Regions from separate parts of the Mus musculus genome. Here region 1 is linked to region 2. Evidence: chromatin contacts called from public HiChIP or PLAC-seq data. All regions are on one chromosome and are shown on one strand. Each heading gives the region's core, a stretch centred on a gene start, on an enhancer-like site or on the middle of the called end of the contact. The rest is flanking DNA. Distances are from core to core; before and after follow the strand shown.

Evidence for each region. HiChIP or PLAC-seq counts read pairs in DNA pulled down with a chosen protein or histone mark.
Region 1: a contact with region 2 is called in an H3K27ac HiChIP or PLAC-seq map of thymic regulatory T cells, with 11 times the contacts expected there. The contact joins the promoter of Zfp326 here to the promoter of Aff1 in region 2. A contact is called at or near these places in 1 of 115 datasets of contacts at active chromatin or transcription factors (thymic regulatory T cells) and 2 of 9 other capture datasets (adipose tissue and liver).

The regions. Positions count from the first base shown.
Region 1 is chr5:105,875,098-105,878,063 of GRCm38.p6, reverse strand. Zfp326 (zinc finger protein 326) reads right to left here and starts at 1,496. Exons shown (of 12, transcript NM_018759.2): 1 at 1,366-1,496. The coding sequence starts at 1,381.
Region 2 is chr5:103,752,497-103,755,567 of GRCm38.p6, reverse strand. Aff1 (AF4/FMR2 family, member 1) reads right to left here and starts at 1,406. Exons shown (of 20, transcript NM_133919.4): 1 at 1,223-1,406. The coding sequence starts at 1,239.

The sequences.
Region 1 (2,966 bases), core at 247-2,746, 2.1 Mb before region 2:
TCCTTACTGACTGACTCCTCCCACTCTGCACACACTACAAGGTTAACTTCTGGCACACCACATAGGTTGGTAGTGTCATCAAACTTTGGTCTAAAACATACTTTTTCTCTTCAATGTCAACTCTGACTAGTGCACATAGTAGTAATTTAGAGTCACCTATATCAGAATGAGTCACTGTCCAACCCCGAAGCACAAGCAGGACGGTATGCTATCCTGAAGAGCTGAACTATATTTCAAAGCAACCGAAAAGTACTCCGAAAAGGGTGATTCTTTTTCCTATATTTACACTTGACAGCCTCAACCTCTTGTAGCAAATCAAAAATCAAAAGCTCATGCAATACGACCTACGCCAAAAAAGCACACCTCATTCAATGTCAAAGCCCATTTCTGGTGGAGGCAGAGGCTTCCTTCACAAGAAATGAACCGGTTTTATTTAGAAATACCTAGTTCCTCGAGATTACACCCAGTTTAATCCTACAAACTGTTCCTCGGCTCCCTAACACTATCACTACTGTTGATCACTTTATCTTGACACTGATTCCTATAAAAGTTGAGCAAGGTTTGAAGATACCAAATTAACTGTACTTCACGGCCAGGGAAAGCTGAAAAGCAACGTTACAATTCGGTTTATTTAACCAGCAAGTCCAACACGGGCTGCTGTGCACCGATCTAGCTGAACGTGAAGGGCATCTGGGGCTTGCTGTGCCAGAATTCTAACTTAGGTAGCATTCATACACAAGCCCCACCACTACCACCCCTAAAAACAAAAATAATAATGATAATGCACTGGGTCACGGAGCTGTTTCAGACGCGGTATTCACTAGCAGGTAACCTGGGTGAGATATTAGACAGCTCGGTCGGCTACGTGGTAATAACTTGCAGATTCTGGTTCTGGGGGAACCGAAGCCCATCTCGATGGAACGCCTAGAGACGCCCTTTATACTCCTCTCACACGGAGAAGCATCGCACGAGCCCGAGGCAGCCTGTGTCGAGCAAGATTCCAGAGCCCGGGGCGACACGGTGAGGACCGGCTCCACCCGCCACCGGGTCGCTGCCCCGAGGGCCCCGTGGGCCCCGTGGGCCCGGTCGCCGCTCGGCGAGGCCAGGAAGTTGCAGGCGGCCGCGGACGAGGCCCCGAGGCTCGCAGCTAGGCCGACCCCCTAGACAGCAGGGCCCCGGGCCGGCCGCACCCCCACGTGGGGCTCCCGGACCACAGGGCTCCGGGCCGGGCCCGCGGTCGCTGCGCGGCCCACAGAACAAAGCCACACGGCCATCTTGAGGCGGTAAACAGACCCCCGGCGCAGGCCGCCCGCCGCCCTCCCTCCCGCCCGCCCGCCACGGCGGCCCGCCCCGCGCGCCGCTCACCGTCCTCGAAGTCCATGCTCGACGCCGCGGGGCTGACGGTCTCCGCGCTGCGCTCGCTGTGGCCCGCGGCAAGAGCCCGCGATACGGCAGTGTCCACACGACCGGCCCGCGCGACCGACAGCGGCGCTACTAGCCGGGAAGCCGCAGGCCACAGCGAGGCTGGGGGCGGGGTCGGGCGGGCCTGCCAGTCGTCGCAGCACCGCCTCCGATTGGCCGACGCGGGGTGGTGGGCGGGTCTCGCGAGGGGGGCGGGAAGCGAGGCAGTTGTCAGGCTCCTGGGTCCTGACCCTGGGGATCGCGGGGGACGGAAGGTGAAACGGGAGTGCGGAAGGCTGGAGAGGGATGTTCTGGAAGGACTCCGGTTGGCCGGCCATGTTGGAGCCTGGCAAGAGCAACCGGGTCCAGGAGGGAGTGCCTTTCTCTTGCAGAAACTCATTAAATGACATGGCGACCTTTGGCTACTGTTGGCTGAAGGAGTGAGGAGGAGAGATTTTTTTCACTACTTATGGAGTTCCTTCCTCTGACACACAGAAGTGTGGGGCGTGCACAGGAACCCTGATTGCCAAATAGGACAGGATCATAAGACTATCCCAAGACAGGCTGCTAGCCACTGCTGGGTTGAAGGTAGTAAAGCAACTGTGAAAGTTCACAGATGGGAAAGATTTGGCAGGAAGAAAGTAGTCCACCGTTCAGCTCGAAGGGGAGAGGGAGGGAGGGGGAGGAAGAGATTATTCCACTTTTAAAATTGTGTTGGAGCAGATGCAAAGGTATTCACTCAGGAACACTATGGGAAGACTCTTGTGGACTTGAACCACAGTTTTAAATAATTTTCTCTCTGTCCTCACAGAGCAAATGGCATTAACAACAAATTGGTTACCTAGATAGGAAGCCAGACATCAATTCTTTGCACTCAATTTGCTAGACTCAGTTCGGAGGAAGCCGGAAATAAAACTGGAAGCACAGGGAGGTATACCACAGTAGCCCCAAATCTGGGCACGGCTTTGTGTCCTCCTGCTCATCTCTTCCTCCTCCACCCTCCCTGACTCATCCTGTTCTCCACCCTTTCCCAATTCCTTCTCTTCTCCCCTCCCACACATGTTTTCTGTTCACCTGGGCTGAAAGCTGAACTCACAATTTCCCTTCTCAGACCTGCTTATCCTCGTGTATTCTCTTGGCTGTTCACGGGGCGGTGAGCAAACCGCCCACTAATCCCAGCCAGAAGGCTGACTCGGTCCAGTCCACTCGAGACTAGCTCACCGCTCTTTCAGCCTCCTACTTCCAATCCACACACTTTTGTATCTGCTTACCCCACCTAAGATATCTTAGGTCGGCCCCACCCTTTCCATTTTCGTGGCCACTACCTGAGTTAGGATACTCACTGTCTCCCTGCAAAACTCTTGCTTATACAGGGCTGGAGAGATGCCTCAGTGGTTAAGATCACTGACTGCTCTTCTACAGAGGTCTTGAGTTCAATTCCCAACAACCACAAAGAGATTCACAGCCATCTGTAATGGGGTCCGATGCCAACTGGTCATGTCATTCCCACATTAAGGCTCTGAGTAGATCTGTCCAATGCTGCCTAACATAGAACACAAACAAAA
Region 2 (3,071 bases), core at 157-2,656:
ACATCTGCAGTCACTGTAATATGAAAATCTACAGGTTCTGTTTGTGCTAAAAGCTAACGGTTGCTTTTTAGTTAAGATTTAGCAGAAGTTTGAGGTGCAACTTCTGTTCCCCTACTCCTCTGTCCCGTTAGGAACCCCTTCCTTCCAACACTCAATAAGATGAAGACACAACTAAGCCAAGTTGAGAGGATTAAACTTGTTTTTAAAGTAAGACACACTTAGAAGGTTTTCTGTTTAGAGAAGTTCCTTCTAGGAAGTTTTATCTCTTAGAAAAATTCAAGTTCTATCTACTCAGTCTCTAACGTTTACAAATCTACTGTTCTCCATGATCTTTAGACCTAAAATTACTAAAATTACCTCAGCTCAGCGTCCAGATATGTTACCAAATCACTATCCTAAATCAAGTATTAAGGCTAAAGAACATTTCCATAATTGTAAACTTGTGCAATCACACTGCCTTCTGGCATAAGTTTTGAAAAGGTTCGACGGGTCCTGTTTTCCGTAACCAACAGCTGTAGAGACCGAAGCGCGATGACACCCAACAGCCTCAATCTTGGGCACCGGTGTACGGCCAAGTTTTAAGGCTCCTTTCAAAACCTTCAAACCCGGGAGAAGGCAAGACTCGGTCCTTGCAGTACAGGGCACTCCCCTGACAGCAACTGCGGGTCATTAGCCAGGCTCCCCTTCACCAACCCAGCGCATTCCGGCCTTTGCCTACTCAGCAGATTCACTCTGACTGTGCCGTTTTATGTGGAATCGTACATTCTAGCAGGAAAAAAAAAAAAAAAAAAAAAAAAAAAAAAAAAAAACTATATTACTCACCAGGCTCCACCACTCTCTCGTGGGAGAATCCTCGTTTCCATTAAGTGCGCTTCCAAATTTCTTTGGAAGACGCCAAACCAGCAACGAGTAGAGCCGGAGGATTGTGCACAGGCACCTCAGTGAAAATCCAGGCTCCGGCAGGAGAGAAACCAACTTCACTTTCCGAAAATAACAGTTCTTCGGGCCAGAAGCGGAATCTTTAACCTTAACTTTCCGGGCGGTCCCTTTGCACTCGGTTCACACACTTTTCTACCCGACACTCAGGGATGAGATAGCAGTGATCCAGCCGCTGGCTTCCTGCGGTCCCCGCCCCCCCCCCCCGGCACTCCCACCCGCGCCGCCCTTGCCCCGGGCTCCGCGGCCACTCCCGGGTCCCAGACGCCCCCTGCGCAAGCCTCACCTGGAATGGGCTGCCATGGCTCGGCTCACACTGCCTGGCGTCCCAAATCCATCTGCGCGCTCGCCCCGCAGGCTCTCTCGCCCGCGCCGCTCTCAGCGTCGGCCGCAGCCGTCGGCGATACTGCCCCGCAGACTCTGCGCTCTCGGCAGCCGCGTCCTCAGCTCTGTGTCCTCAGCACCGCCTCCGCCCCCCGGAGCCTCGGCTCGCGCCGAGCCTGACGGACATCCGGGCACCGGGGGCAGCCGGGCGAGCCGCACCTCCCTGGAGCCCAGGGAGCGGCGATGCCCGCCGCCCCGGGGCACTGTCGGGTCACCAGAGACCAAGGGGTGCGTCCGCACCGCCCGCTGCGGGGTCCCGGCTCCCAGTTCGCCCGCACTTCGGGGGCGATGTGCGCGGCGCTGGGCTCCCCTCGAGGTGCCCGAGCTCGCCGGGACCCCCCCGCAGGCGCCGCGGTGGTACGGCCCGCCTCCTTTTAAGGGCAGCGCGCACCTCCGCCGCCGCCGCTGCCCCCAATTCGGCTGTGTTCAAACGCGCGCTACAGAGATCCCCGCGCTCGGGCTGGGACCTCAGGGTCCTGCTGCCGTGGGGATGTGCTGGGAGTGGGAGCATCGGATCACTGCCTTCGCTGCTTCTGGCCGCTGCTGCGGGGCTTGCCATCGGAAACATCAGGGATCGGCTAGCAACCCTTCTTCAACTTTGCTTTCAGTTTTGAAAGTGCCCAGAAACAAGTGTTTATACGACTTCCCTCTTCGAGGCAACATGCGATTACACAGAAGACAGCCATTCAGGGAAGTCCCCTAATAAATTAAAAGAATTGCTTCCCCTCCACCCCACCCCACCCCACCCCCCGCAAACAAAAACCATGATGCAAACCAACGTAAACGCTCGAAAGCACAATCGAAAATTGCGTCAACTCAGACACAGGAAAGACACCAGGCTTTGCCTGGGAAGCGGCTGAAAACAACGATGGGCAGAAAGGCAGGGAGAAGACTTAACAGGGGCATCCCGGAGGACCAGCCTGCTGCTGGAAGGACACTTTCTTGGTGCGCTCCGGGTTCGACCCGGGACTCACCACATTATATTGCTCATGTAACTGATTGCCCAGTTTCTAAATACCGCAAGTTTCCAGATTCCGGTAGTCCCTCTCAGAGGTCAGAACTACTTACATAAGAACACAAGACAAAGCTTGTCTTTCACTCCCCTGGCTTTAGCTCTGATGGTGGAGAACGACTGACGCCTTCGCAGGAATGAAGGCTGTGGTGGCAAGTGAGACAAGTTGCCAGACACTGCTTTCTCCACCACCTACAGTAGTAGTTTGGAGAACTCGTGTACTTTAGGAATGCCCTTGATGAACTAACTAGTCCTTTGAATTTTGACTCTGAAATGCGGGGTTTTTCCCTCTGTCTCTATGTCAGTCTCTCTGTCTCTCCTCCCTCCCTCCTCCTCCTTGTGACAAACGGGAAGTGCACAGAAAGCACTGTTCTGTTCTAAGCTCACAAGCACAGCACCAGTCCTGAAGATGAGTGTGAAGTGACTGGAGAGAGAAACCAACCAGAAACTAGCTGGTTTTTCATAGACCATGTCTCCTAGAGATAACAATTCGCACGCTTCTGACTTGGGCATCTGGCAAGTCTCTCTTCTAGGAAAACAACTTTCAGTGTTTATTGCAAAGATAAGGTTTTACCTTCAGAGCTATAGGGGAAGCTTGCTACAGGTGAGACAGTTTCCCATACTGTCAGACCAAGGTGAGAGGGAAGGACTCACTGCTTGACTTAAGGAGCAATGGGTTCCAAATGACAATATGTGATGCTACAAAAACATGCCTGAGGGCTGGAGAGAGGGCTCATCT